Linked DNA regions of Danio rerio: region 2 is linked to region 1. A link is a contact called in public HiCAR-type data. All regions are on one chromosome and are shown on one strand. The core of a region is the stretch at or near the end of the contact, and the rest is flanking DNA. Distances in the headings are between cores, read along the strand shown. Region 1 holds the start of septin7a (septin 7a). Region 2 holds the start of ctdp1 (CTD (carboxy-terminal domain, RNA polymerase II, polypeptide A) phosphatase, subunit 1).

Evidence for each region. HiCAR-type assays count read pairs that join an accessible place to other places.
Region 2: a contact with region 1 is called in a HiCAR-type map of caudal fin, with 6 times the contacts expected there. The contact joins the promoter of ctdp1 here to the promoter of septin7a in region 1. A contact is called at or near these places in 1 of 18 Hi-C or Micro-C datasets (embryo) and 2 of 4 datasets of contacts at active chromatin or transcription factors (caudal fin and embryo).

Annotation. Positions count from the first base shown.
Region 1 is chr19:12,524,371-12,528,609 of GRCz12tu, forward strand. septin7a (septin 7a) reads right to left here and starts at 2,286. Exons shown (of 15, transcript NM_201161.1): 1 at 2,211-2,286; 2 at 531-532. The coding sequence starts at 2,265. It also overlaps a transcript of hsbp1l1 not described here.
Region 2 is chr19:12,947,695-12,952,346 of GRCz12tu, forward strand. ctdp1 (CTD (carboxy-terminal domain, RNA polymerase II, polypeptide A) phosphatase, subunit 1) reads right to left here and starts at 2,596. Exons shown (of 13, transcript NM_001002873.1): 1 at 2,322-2,596. The coding sequence starts at 2,596.

The DNA.
Region 1 (4,239 bases), core at 1,036-3,535:
TTTGTGGTTCAGACACTAATATATAAATATATAATATAATATATATAATAAAAGTTGGGTACATAAAGTAACTTGGATTTGAAGTTATTTTTATTTTGATACATTTTGGATAAGGCAAATAACTTGCTTTAAGTACAAAAGCATAAATGTTAAGTTTAGGTTTACAAATTGTTTTCATTAATTAGTCTTTTCACAGTTTCCGAGTAAGCATTTTCATGAGATAGAAGATTAGGGACTAGGGAAGATTGTAGGACTGGGCGATAAAATCGGTATGGATATTTATTGACCGAACACCATTGTCAATATAGATAAAAAAGGAAATATGGTATGAAGCGCTATAGTTTTATTTAAATGTGGGTCATGAGTGCAATGGCATTAAGCTTAGGGTGTAAGTTTGTCATTTCCAATGGAGGCACGTGTATGGAAGCGATTTGGAAGCGTATGTGCTTGCATTTTTTCAACCGCACCTTGTTGAAAACATCTCAACAGGTCCGAATCACACAAGTGCATCAAGATTCAACTAACCAGACTGCTTCACACTTTGTATGGAATTTTAGTAACGGTAGACTAATTACCTCAGACAAACACAGCGCATCCAAACAATGCCATGCTTTTTACTTTTCTCCATAAACTTAAATCAGCACGGCTGCAATGGTTTTTCCATTTGTCATCCTCTAAGAAAAAATGCTTGATGGTGGGCTGGGACTGAGAGCGCAAAGCCAATTGTAAATGATCAAGGAATCCACGCCAACGCGCTTGTCACTTCAGGTCAGAATAACAACATATGCGAAAATGAGAGCCGTATATCAGTGGTGAAGAGTATGTCAATTTAAAGGGATGTAAGGATTTCACCAAAATTACTTTTTGGTTTCTTTTCTTGTGCATCCTGGCCACTAGCTCCCAATCTGAAAGATTTCTTTGCACCATGTTTGCTTATTTTTAATATAACTAATTGTAAAGAGAAAAGAATGATGACATTTACTCACGCTGTCCATGGATCTGTCATGCCACATTAAAGAGAGTCAAAACCACATAGTTTTGTTTGGATTCTAGATAAAATGCACTTGGAATTTGAACTATGATGTGGTGTTAAAAACACACAGACACACACAAAGCTTGTTGCATTTTTGAACCAGAGCTGTGCTTATTATATCTATATCTGAAAAAGTTTACATGAGAACTGAAACTGCATAGACAAAAATATTGACTCCATGATTTAAGAATCAATGTTGATTTGTTAAAATGAACATATGTATAGAACTTTAGAATTATGTTCTACAAATTCAGAGGTTAAAACAACATGCACACTGAGCTGAAAGAGCTGTACCTACACTCCTAATGATTACAGATCCACTCACTTCACCCATCAATACATCCATCCATGTCAATCCAAAAACCTTTTCCATCCTTCGATTAATGCTTCCATCATCCACCCCCTCTCAATCAATCTATCATTCCATGGATCCAGTGTTCAGTTCTACAACAAGTGGATGCAATCTCACTTTCGGGTGTTTAGCTCAACACACGTCAGAAAGTTTGTAGTGATCCTGAAGACTTTGATTATCTAGTTTATGTGTCTGAGTGTTGTGGTTTCAGTGTGATGTGTTTGAAACTGAACAAAAGCCTCCAGGAGAAGCAAAACTGACATCTCTGACTTACTGCATAACTCACATATGAATATTTCTAAGCTGAGAGTGACAAACACATGGAGGTGCTTCTCCAAGAGCTGCAAATGTCTGGCCAGAAAACTACATTCATTGCTTAAACACACAGTCTTTAGCGTATTATAGTATTCCATGAATTTCTGAACAATATTTTATGGTTATGTTTTGTACAACGTTGCTTTCTTTGAAACACAGTGGAAATATCAAGACAGATGAATACTATGCACCACAGCACAGCACTGTCTGATGTTATCGTTACACCACCCACACTACATTGCTGTTAGTAAAAACGTACAATTAAAATTTTACATGACAAAACCTAACCTTAATCGTCACGTAAACAGCATAAACACTAAACCACACAGAAACCGACCGCTCGAGTCGATCTATTTGTCTGTTGGTTAACACACGCTCAGGAAACGCATCTTCCGCGCGCAACTAAACACGCGCCCGTAAAAGACGCTGCACATATCTGACAATAAATCTACTTACAGAAGAGTTGGACAAACTGCCTGTTTATTAAAGAGAAAGGGAATAAATACTCACCCATTCTGTTGACGCTCCCGGCCGCCTCTGTAACCGATCTCTCACCGATCGACATTCCCTTTCTCCAACTCACGGTCCAGCCCACAGGCGTACGTTACATTTCTTGCGTAGTCTCCCTTGGCAACCTTGAGGGCGACGGCCGTGGCGTATCTTTGGTGAATAGCGTCCGCTCAAATCTCGCGATAGTTCGAATAAACCACACGGGCACTAAGGGAAATATTTTTGCATTTAAATGCGACTTGGTGGTCACTTTTAATAAGTATAACCTTTTTAAAATAAAAAGTTATTGTGCAAAACATGTATCAAAGTAATTTTACGAAATATAAAAGATGAATAATAGTTCTATATTCATATGTGGGATATAATGAAAATTTTTGTGAATTTTCTTTTTTTATCTACTCATAAGGTGCACAGATCAACATTAAATCCCCTTATTTATGCTTGTCTGGCTAAAGGCATCAAACTTCAGTTTCCTTTCCTTGGTCTTGGATCTGTGAAGAGACAAACAATGCTGACACCTGCTGGCCAAAGTGCATTAACAGCCGCTTTTTCATTGTTGATGCACTTTTCTGTCCTAACAGCTTAAACTAAACTAAACTAAACTAAACTAAACACTTTGTTAATGCGGAAAAGTATAATACGACAGTCCAAACATGTTAAATACGTAAAAAACTGTCCATAAATGACTTTAATAGCAGCTGACATAAGTTCATGATCCATCATGTTGTGGTAGGGTTTATTGGTGTGGTAGAGAATTTATATTCAACCCTTTATAAATGCAATTGTTTCAGGAAGATTCTGTTACTGTGATTTATGTAATATCAAATTAGAATGGTTTTGTGAATGATATTTCCTGGATAAAAATTGGTCACTTTACCCCACACATTTTTTATAGCAAACAAAATAAGAGAGTCCCCTTTAAACTGATTCATAGATGCTATTCATTCATTCGTTCATTTTCTTTTCGGCTTAGTCCCTTTATTAATCTGGGATCGCCCTTCCAGCCACAAGGAGAGAGGTCTGGATGCAGACCTGGTGCAGTGCAACCTGAGCTGCGTCCAGTGCTTTTTAATGGGTTCACCTAACCCCACCCATAACCCTACCCCTCACAGTGCGTCACTCACTCCATTTGAGTGCATTATGTCTGACATTGCATCGCTGAGTGATGCAATCTTAGCTTGCATCATAAAGGCTGCATCCAGATACTATTGGCCACAACCTATCTCTGGGAAACATCTAGACACGCTCATTCAAGTGTAATCTTAAAAGGCTTAAGAATGATATTAACACCAACTGTTCTTTTTGCTTAGTAAATGCTGAAACTTTTGTTTATTTATTTTGGATTTGCCCTCATTGAATGACATTTTGGTGTGATGTTCTTGATTTTATAAAAGATAATGTGAATGCAGATTTGAATTTACATGAAGAATGTTATCTTTGGTTTCCATAAATGTGAAAAGGAAAATAATACTTATTTCATAAACCTTATTGTTGGGCAAATTTCACGTTCACTAGAGCAAGTTTTGTAAGTGTAAACCTTTTTTTCCTAAATTTAGAATTGAAACGAAAATGTATTTTGAGTGTATTGGGAGATCAACAAACTTAAAAGCAGTACGAACAAGGACTTTGATTAAAGACTTGGCACTTATCTTGGACTAAATGAAAATTACACCACATGGCTGCTTTATAAGGAACACCTCTTCAGTTGTATACAGCAAATATCTAATCAGCATCACTTCATGGTAGCCAGTGGTGTAAAGTAACAATTTACAAATACTCAAAATACTAAAATAAGTAGTTTTCTCAGGAATTATAATTTACTAAGTAGGTTTAAAAATGTGTTCTTTTACTTTCCCTCAAGTACATTTTAATGCAGTATTGGGTACTTTTACTCTACTACTTTCCTTCAACTTGCAGTCACTACTTTATTTTTGCTTGTCTATGGGTATTAGAAACTGTCCAACCTAAAATCAACCAATTATAAATGTCTAATGATGTTAGAGTTCAACGTTGTGTGAATGTTACCACT
Region 2 (4,652 bases), core at 1,346-3,845, 420 kb after region 1:
CTTTAAGCTGTATAGAAATGTGTTGAAAAATATCTAGTAAAATATTATTTACTGTCATCATGAAAAAAATAAAATAATAGGTTATTAGAGATGTGTTATTAAATCTATTATGTTTAGAAATGTGTTGAAGAAATCTTCTCTCCGTTGAACAGAAATTAGGGAAAAAATAAACAAGCGGTCTAATAATTCAGTGGGGGGGTTTAATCATTCTGATTTCAACTGTATTTCTTAGCCACACATTTTAAATAATGTGTCATTAATTTAGAATTTTTAAAAATGTTAATAAATGTATTTTAATGTTGAATAAATTCTAAGTGTTATGGAAACAAAAAAGCCGTATAAAAAATTTTGCAGGTATTTTATTGCAGTTCTAAATGATTTAACAGAAGGTGGCTGCTTTGCCTAAATAACGACAAACTGCAAAACCTTGCTACATTTTTTTCAATGTGTTGTACCCACATAAATGTCTGCTTCCAAGACATTAGCCTCAATTTGATGTTGCTGTTTCTTCACTGTACGGGTTGTTGCCAAGATGCAGACAAAAAAAATGTGCTCACAACATCCAATCAAGCAAGAGGAAGCGAAAAACAATATGGTGTTTACAACATCACAGAGAAGGTATCATTTAAAGGTTTAAAACACACAACTGTTGATTCTAAGAATTTATTTGCACGCAATTGACAAATACTCAAAGGCAAAAAAAGTTTATTTTGTTTTTTACTCAGACATTTAAAAAGAGCATATTTTAAAACAGTAATCACAATACTGCAAAACCTCCCATCAGAATCCTATTTCAGCCTATCCCTTTTTTATACATAAACGCAGATTGTCCTTAATACTCAGCTTCATATTTTCAGGATTAGAAGAGACTGAAGATCTTAAATCTCCTATAACTACTCTGTAAATATTTAGCATTTTTTAAAGATTCATTTTAACAATGAACTCTGTGTGTAAGCTTTATCTGTTTTATATAGTTTGTTTTGCTTATTTAAGCATGTTCTGCATTTAATTCAAGTAATGATTTAAAAGTAAAAATTGTCAAGGCGTCACGTGATTCCAATAAACATGAACTAAAGAAAATAGCACTACCACTAATACTACTACTGCTAAAATAATAATAATAAAATATTATATTTATATATAATGACGACAAAACTCTCATTTCAGTATCAAGGCTGTTTTTGTAACACTGAGCCTGAAAGTCTTTTACATCTATTTCGTACTTGTACATTTTCTGATGATTTTTGGAAACAGGTTTCAGGGTTGACTTTTGATTCATTTAACAAAATAATTCACTTTGACGAATGCATGATTCTTTTTCTAAATTGTAAAACTGGCTATGATACACTCGATACACTCGATAATGAACATTTTTCTTGGGAATTTTCACATATACAAGGCAAAAGTAACGTCTATTACTCCCTCCTTTATTTTTTTTCTGTAAAGATTTAAAAATAGTTTATAATTCTTTGACCTCAATTACATGAAAGCTATAAAAACCTCTCTAATAACGAAAAAAATCTAAACAATCTAATAATTTAAATATGATAAAGCCCCCATATATATAATGTAGTTTTTTTTTAATGTATGTTTTGCATCACTAAGTTTTGTATGACTGTTGTATATGTTATCATATAATCCTTTATGCTTTGTCAGTTATATGCATTAATAAAAATAACTAAAATAATACTTTTCTGGGCTGCTTAATCCCAAAACTTCAAACTTTTTTCAACAACCATGTGGTGCAAAAAAAATAACAATAAGGCACGTGGAAATCCTGGATGACTCTGCACGCTTCTCTTCCACTACTAACGTTAGAGTTCTCTGAATTATTCAGACCGCCTCCATGCTTTCAACGACACACCCTCACTCCAAATCTCCGCCCTCTACAACCGTACCAGCCAATCCGAATGCACCAAACTACAACGCACCAAATGACTGACAGAGAGAGAACGTTTCTGATTGGGTAAAAAGGGCGGGCCGCTCCCCCAACTCTTGTTTTGCCATGTATACACAGAGTTTAGGGGTTATCAGAGCTTATCTCCCAAGATATAATCAGTCATATTTTTCAGTTAATACGAACATTTTATGCCTGGTATAACAACAATCCCGTAAAACACCTTTACATGATATTAAACATGTTTACACCGGGCGCGTGGAAGTTGAGATGCTGCTGTCACGAGCTCAGCGTGAGCGCCAGTGCGCGTGCCACTTTAGCTTAGCGCGAGCACGCTCAGCTCAGAAGCAAGGGTTGGAAATAAAAGCGTAAATGTCAGCCGTGAAATCTGGGATATCAACGGGGTCATGAGAGCGTGTCTTACCCAGGCGCGATGACCTGCCCGAGCTGACAGCACAGTTCCTGCACAACTCCAGCGCGGTCCGACTTGAGCTTCTTTTCGGGCGCTCTGGACTCGCTTTCGGCGGGGATCGGCGCACATACCGCGATCACGGAGTCAACGTTGACCAGAGCTCCGGGTTTCACCTTCCACTCGAGCAGCCGCAGGGGACGAGCTCCTGCGGGGCAGCGGATCTCCGTCACCTGCACCACGGGGCCCTCTGCTGCCGCACCGCCGCCGGAGTCTGCAGGCTCCTCCATCAGGGCTTCAAACTTCAGTCAGAGAGCCGCAGGAAGCGCTTGGGGAGAGTTAATAAAAGTAGTAAATAGCTCTGAAAATAATCCAGAGGCGCGCAGGGAAATGAAGAGATAAAAATGAGCTCTGTTGCAGGACAGGCTGAGACGCAGGTTCACTCTTCCCGCCCGTAAACAGGAAACACAAGGCTGCAGCACGAGCGACACTCTATCCACTTCCGGGAGACTTTAATAACCCTCTTTAAAAAAAAAACTGTCGTTACCCTAGAGTATTCTGTTTTAGTTTGTAATAAAATAATGACAACATTTATGCGCATAAATATTTGGCTAAATATTAAAAAAAACGCGTGAGAAATAGATGAAACATTTAAAGTCAAACTGGTGAAACAGTTACAGTCAAACTGCTGCTTCAGAGAAAATCTGACTTAAGCATTTATAGCAAACTGTTTTTATGCGTCCCCTCCCCCGTTTGAGACAGGCAAACCCCTGGCTTGTGATGTAATCTGATGAAATATCATCATCACACCATCCGCTGTCAGGGGATTAGACCGCGCGTCATCGCAGCATGTAAACATTTAGCTTCATGTGAGGGAGTGATTTCACTTTTGTTTTATTTCGGCTTGAATGTAAAACTTACTCATTCATTTAAAAAGTTACCAAAGAGGATTACTCATTTTGCTGTATATTTCTTTATTACATCAATCTTTCAGATAGCATGGACTCACAGACAGGATTGCACTTGTCCTATGTACAGAGGCGGATATAGTGATTTAGGGGCCCTAGCATTGAAACTTAAAACAGTTTCTTTAAAAAAAAAATAAAACTTTATAGATATTTTTTTCTCTTTATATTCAGGGTTGTGTGTGTGTGTGCGTATAAACTGCATATAAAATTAAATGAAGTAAATTCACAAATAAAAAAACAAGCTCACAAGCTATGTACAGTTAATTAGCCTTACTTGTGATTTGTGATTAGATTTTAATATTTTCTATTAAGTGCAGTATGAATGGAACGTTCCACTTTTCATGGGGGCCCCTGGTTTAGAAAAGAAGTAATAATGGTAAAATCTTAATGGTTCTGAACAGATTTTACAACATATGATAGAAAAAAATTGTAAAATAGCTTTAGGATTATTAAAATAGGCTTCTTGGCATTAGCTGGGAGCCCTTTATTTCCCTGGGGCCCTAAGCAGTTGCTTACCTTGTTGGTTAAGTTCACCCCAGCTATGTACAGTTGATGTCAGCCCTTCTGAATTATTAGACCTCCTGTATATTTTCCTCAGTTTCTGTTTAACAGAGAGAATACATTTTTTTCTTTCTAAAAAGTTTTTATTACTAATTTCTTATAACAGTTCTTTTATCTTTGCCATGACAGTAAATACAGGCCCGTAACCAGCCTGGTGAAAGGGTTGGTTCTTTTTCTTTAAAAAAAAACTGGAAAACTGTAGCTTTTTGCAGTTATATGCCACATTTTCTGTTTAATTAAGAGATTTTAATACTGCATTTTAGTGACATTTTAAGCACTATTTTTAGCTGAATTATCTTGCTGGATGGTCAGCATAACCACACTTTTTGATATACGAAAATATTTCCTAAATTTTTATAATAAAGAAGACAGAATTTGGCTATTTGAATAATAAAAATGAAAACATAATAATAATAATCCGCACCTCCAAGTCTGAGGCCATGGCACTGGAAAAAAACAGGTTTGCCATCTTCAGGTTGAAGGAAAGTCCTTGCTCCAGGTGGAGTTCAAGTATCTTGGGGTTTTGTTTACGAGTAAGGGAAGGATGGAACATGATATTAACAGGTGGATTGGTGCAGCGGCAGCAGTAATGTGGTCAATGTACCAGTCCGTTGTGGTTAAGAAGGAGCTGAGCTGAAAGGCAAAGCTCTCGATTTACCAGTCAGTCTACGTTCCTAATCTTACCTATGGTCATGAGCTTTGGGTCATGACCAAAAAGACAAGATCTCGGATACAAGTGGCCGAAATGAGTTTCCTTCGCAGGGTGGCAGGGCGCACCCTTATAGATGGGGTGAGGAGCTCTGTCACCCAAGAGGAG